2 separate regions of the Gossypium hirsutum genome follow, and region 2 is linked to region 1. Evidence: chromatin contacts called from public Hi-C data. All regions are on one chromosome and are shown on one strand. Each heading gives the region's core, a stretch centred on a gene start, on an enhancer-like site or on the middle of the called end of the contact. The rest is flanking DNA. Distances are from core to core; before and after follow the strand shown. Region 1 holds the start of LOC107938749 (protein MANNAN SYNTHESIS-RELATED 2). Region 2 holds the start of LOC107929817 (conserved oligomeric Golgi complex subunit 4).

Region 1 (2,911 bases), core at 165-2,664:
TACATTAGGGTTTTATCCTAAGTTCCAATAGTAAGTTTTCTCTAAACTTTGTTTTGTGATTATGTTAAATATATGTTTCTATGAACAGTTAAAGAGGTAGTGTAAGCCCATCACATCTATTGGCCTAAAATTGAGCCTTGAGACTTGCATAAATTTGGTTCAAGTATTGGTTCAATCTATTTTTTAGTTCAATTCAACCAATCCATATCGATTGGTGGGTCAATCAATTTTTTGCCTCTCTTTGGATTGGTTCCCCATCCAACTGGTTAGACTAGTTGGTTCGGTTTAAACAACATTAATAAAAAGGTAGTCTAAAATAAAAATAAAAATGCTAATGTGCTAAAAAAAGCCCTTAAACTATTATACGTTGTTTAAACAAGTCCTTATGCTATTTTTGTAGTTAAATAAGCTCATAACCTATAATATTTAACTACGAAAGCTCTTGATTTTAATATTAAAGTACAAATATTTTGAATCTTTAAACTATTTTGCGTTTTATGGTGATCTGAATTTGATTAGAAGAGTTTGTTAAATAAAAATAATAATTTTTAAAGGGAAACAGAATATTTTATAATATCTTGAAAGTGTTTATATACATAACACATTTAATTATTTTTTTGAAAATTTTCATTACTGTTTTAAATTTCATGTTGATGTGAAAAGTATATAGAATTTTTATTGCATTAACAAGAAATTAAGAAAAGAGCCTAAAATTTAAAATATTTTACTTTAATATTAAAATCAAGGGCTTTTATGCATAAAAATAATAATATAAAGATTTATTTAACTATAAAAATACTTGGTTAAATTTTGCTATTAGTCCATATAATTTGCGAAAGTTGTGGAATTAGTCATTATACTTTTATTTGATCAATTTTTGTTCTTATACTTTTTGAATTGGTTAGTTTTAGTCTCTATACTTGTCGAATTTTAAAATCTTAGTCCTAACCCAAATAGTGACAATTAAATCCGTTAGTTTAAATTTAGAAACTAGTCTTGTATTATGCATTCAATTGTATATTTAGTCAATATTCTTTAATTTAATCATTCAAAGACCTTATACTTTTCGAATATTAAAATTTTAATCTTGACACAAAAGACAACTGCTAATCCATTAACATAATTCTTAGTGAGTAATATGTGGAAATAACAAGTTCACACAACAATAAACATATAATAATATGTTTGTAGCATCAAATTTCGAAAATAATAAAACTTAACTTAATGAATTTAACAATTATCGTTTAGTGAGAACTAAAATTTTAAATTTTAAAAATATAGAAATTAAAATTGATTAAATAAAATATAAAAACTAAAATTGATTAAATAAAAATATAAAAACTATCTATAAGTTTCACAAAATACAATGCTTAATAGCAGAATTTAACCAAAATAGTTGAAAGGCCTGTTTAAATAAAAGCGGAGTAGTTTATGGGTTTTTTTAGTAGTATATTAGGTAATAAGAAATCAAAGCAAAGGGGTAGGGTACACATGGCGTAGGAAAACAGGCATCGTTTTCACTTTCAGTGCAAAGTGTCGGTGGTGTAAGGACCCCAAACACGATACTACTACTGCGCACCTATTATCATATTTACTTCATTTCATTTTCTCTCGTTGATCTAAACTCGCTGTTTCATCTTCTTGTTAATCATGCCTCTTCTTTAGGTTTAAACTTATTCTTGGGCGACCCTGGTTTTTATTTTTTGAGTTTTGAATTTCCTTTTTTTGGGGGGCTTCGCTTTTATTACAGAATTTTGAAATAGAAAAGAAGAAATGGGGATTGATTTGAGGCAAGTAGTGGCCGGTATTCTCACTCTCACCATGTTTGTGATGCTTGGTCAAATGATCAAAAGAGACCATTTTGATTCTCTCCAAGTAATTCCCCCTTCCTTTGCTTTCTTCTTTGATCTAACTCTCAAGTTTTTCATGGGATTTTTATACTAAATCCAGTCCCCGATTTCACTTCACTTTTCATAGCTTTGTGTTTTATTTGGTGAATCTCTGATTATGTGATAAAACCTCGAGCAAGTTGCTTCACTTTCCACATTATCTGTAATAATCACATCTTAGCTCGTTAAGATTCACTTGACATCCTATCTGCTGCATCTTTAAGAAAATAACAATATATTCTGACCATGATCTTCGAAAGTGGTGTAGTTGTTTGGTTCTTTGTGTATAAGATTATTTGGGAGCCTTTTTTTTTCTCAAAACTAATTGCTAATTCATGAAGAAGAAGAAGAAGAAGAAAATATGGGCTAACTTGAAACTTCCTTTTTGTTTTTAAACAATTAAAGCTATTTTATTTTCCAGGGGAAGTATCTGGAAAACTAGACTGAACAAGGTATAGAAAACAACCCATTTAAAGTTAAATTTGGTTTAGAAGAGTAATTTCAGGATTCAAGCATAGATGAATGAAGGATTCTGCTTCTTTCAGATTTATAATTTCAGTCCTAGGCCTTATTTCAACGTCTCAAGCCTTTATGACCAACTAGAAGAAATTGTAGATGTTTTATTTTTGTTATTGTAAATTCTATTGATGCCAGTCTTATTTACTTATAGTGATTAAATAAATGTTTGCAAGTTTTTGCTTGATTTCTTTTCAATTCCGTGTAAAGCTTTGGTGTATTTACACTAAATTTGATTATTTTCTCTCCTTGTTACGTAGGATAAACTTCCTGGAGAAGCTCAGGATGTTCAAGTTGATAATGCCAATGTTATTGAGAAGGATGGCCTTGTAAAGCCTTCGAAGGGGAGCAAAGGGCCTTGGATGAAGGACAGTCAAGAGCTAAAACCATGTTGGAGCAGGACCACTTTTGGTTTGTTAACTTCACTTAACTCCCTGAAAAATGATCATTTGGTTTAGAAATTTTTCTTTACATGTATCATTATTCCGATGTCTCCATTGTCACTG
Region 2 (2,911 bases), core at 201-2,700, 660 kb before region 1:
GCCCGCAGGACTAAATCTGGATCCACAGTTGGCATCCCCTTGATCTTTGAGATCATATATTGTGTGTAATCTTCACCAAGTTGCATCAAGGACAGTATTTCTTCTAAATACAACTCGATCTCCCTCGGATTGGCTCCATCGGGTGCTCCAACAGTTAACAAATGATTATTCTGAGCATTGATCTCAGAAGACAACTTAGCCAATTTCCTAAATTCCATATATTTTTTCAAAATCAAAGAACCCCTTGAATCACATTCCTCTTGTAACTCAAAAATTGCATACGCCGCTCCATCTTCTCCACAAAAACTCCTTAAAATCTCGTCATTTTCCTCGACAGCCAAAACAATATCTTTAAACAAATTAGTCAAACACCCAACAAAATTTACTTGATGGTTCTGATTTTGTCCATGGCTCTGTTCCACTAACTCAATCAAATACTCAAATTCTAATCTAGATCTCATCCCAATCACTTTCTTCAAATACCCAACATAAATTTGCAAGCCTTCTTCATCAAGCCCCAAGGGCGAATAAAGCTTAATAAATCTCGAAATCGTAGGATGATCCCTTTGATCCACGGCAGCCGTGAGTTTCTTCTTTACAATCCCTTCCAGCAGCTTCTTCGACGCTAACAACTGTTCCCTTTGGTCGGATCGAGAATCCTTAAACTTATCATCGATCTCCAGAAACGTCCGTACGTATTCGGTGGCTGACTCGTAATCCTCAGCGTCGAGAGCGCTTTTGACGCCATTGATGCAATTACCCCTCTCTACAATGGCGTCAATGCGGAGGAGCGTGGAGTTAACGCGGGATTGAGCGAGGTCGAGTTCGCGGACCTTGCGGCTGACTTGGTCGGCGAGGTCACAGGTGGAGGTGATGTTGGAGAGCATGCGATCGGATTCGGCCTTGACGATGTCGAGAACGTCAGCGAATCTTTGGAGGTTGTTGAGAGTCTTGTCGAGATCGGAACGCTGGGAGAGGAGGGTGTCTAGGTCTAGATCGAGGGCTCGCTGGTAAGCGACGCATTCGTGGAGGAGACGCGTCATGGCTCCTACGTCGGTAAGGGAGCGGACGTAGTCGAGGGCCTTGGGAGTGCCGAATTTAACTGAGGTGTCAGTGCGGTGCTCCGCTGATTCGGCTGGTTTGGGGAGGGAGCTGCTTCTCATCAACGGCATTGCTTTCTTCCCTCAATGCTAACCTTTCTTGGGAGGTTCTGACTCAGATTTAGCTTCGTTTTTCGACTTTACGCAATACTATGACAACGGTTTGCTTAACTGATAAGGCTAAACTATCCATTAGTCCCTCCAAAATTACCAGTTCCTATTTTATTCACATTAAAATAAAATTTATCAATTTAAGCGCTGCTGTTGATAACTTCAGCATTCTGGTCACTCTTCCATTAAACACCAAACAAAATGCTGATTGTGCCTGTGAAGTACATGTCATAAATTAAATTCCCTAAAAAATTAAGTCATTTTATCCAAAACAATCGTATTTTAATGCCATCTATAACTGTAGTGGCAGCTCTTCTCCTCTCACTCTCACTACTATCCTCATCTCTACCGTTACTTCCCAATACTATTCTTCCCCACCAGTGCCTTAATTCTCCATTTGGCACTTCGCATGCGCCACTTAATACCAACATCAGATCCTCACGACGTCGTCAACGGTACTTGCGAGTATGAGGACCTCGTCAAGGTTGGTTACAACATGATCACGACAGGTTTAAGCAATGCTTTGTTTCAGCGTGAGCAGATATGCAACGCCTGTTTCTAGCTATGGTGTGTGGATGACATGCGATAGTGTATACACGGAACATCTATCATTGTCACCTCCATCAACTTTGTAATCTCAATTATGGGTTCAAAACTGAGGGCAATGAGTATTGTAATTCTGTCAACATACACTCTGTGCGTCCATTGAAGCTTTTGGGAATATTGCCATTTGGAAAGCTAGCAATATGTCTGTCCAGCATCAAAGGTTATCTAGTATCGAAGGTATATAAAATCTTCCCATCTTTCATTTAAGCCATTTTTCCTTGAGCTAAAACAACAAGTTAGGCAAAATTAAAATCTGAGTTTCTTACATTGTAATTTCAAGTTGGATTTGTTGGGGCAAACCAAAACGATTTAATTTTTTTGGGAATTTATTTAATAACATATAAAATAAAAACACACATGGCAGACACAATCGAATGATGCTTAATTGAGTGACCAAAATGCTTAAAGTTATTAATAGTAGTCCTTAATAATATTATTTTGAAATAATAAAAATAGGAATGACATAATTTTAAAGGATAATTTACCCATGTTTTAATACTCAAAATATCAATTTTTAATTAATTGGTTTAATTGGACAAAATATTGAAAATAAGAAAAAGAAAATCAGAAATATTATAAATATATATTAATAACAATCTATATCATATATCATATAATAAGGTACACAACCATTAAAATTATGAATCTATGCTTTTTTCTGTTTAGATAAATATTTAATTAAATAAAAAATTGATTAGATAATTAATTAATTATTATATATATTATTATATAAACATTTATTTATTATATATATTATGTATGTATGTTAAATTTTGATTTTAACATAATTTTTAAAAAATTAATTATCTCATTTTTAAAAGTATTTTTTAAGATATAATTGATCTATTCATTAGATTTCATTATTATTTTCAAATAACTTTAAAAATAATTATTACATATTTATATATATTAAATATTTAATTAGATAAATAGAATTTTTAAAGTTTAAATAAATTTTTAATTAGATAAATTATCAATTTGATTCAATTTAAATATTTATTTAAATATTATCTATATTAATATATATTATAAAATTTGATATTATCATAAAAATGTTAAAATTCATTATCACATTTTTAAAAGAAGTATTTATT

What was found. A called contact is a pair of places that touch in the nucleus more often than the background predicts.
Region 2: a contact with region 1 is called in a Hi-C map of leaf, with 2.1 times the contacts expected there. The contact joins the promoter of LOC107929817 here to the promoter of LOC107938749 in region 1. A contact is called at or near these places in 3 of 34 Hi-C or Micro-C datasets (callus and leaf).

Annotation. Positions count from the first base shown.
Region 1 is chrA06:71,129,899-71,132,809 of Gossypium_hirsutum_v2.1, reverse strand. LOC107938749 (protein MANNAN SYNTHESIS-RELATED 2) reads left to right here and starts at 1,414. Exons shown (of 7, transcript XM_016871983.2): 1 at 1,414-1,544; 2 at 1,751-1,875; 3 at 2,666-2,816. The coding sequence starts at 1,774.
Region 2 is chrA06:71,794,315-71,797,225 of Gossypium_hirsutum_v2.1, reverse strand. It overlaps LOC107929817 (conserved oligomeric Golgi complex subunit 4), which reads right to left and starts at 1,450. Exons shown (of 2, transcript XM_041115175.1): 1 at 1-1,450. The coding sequence starts at 1,172.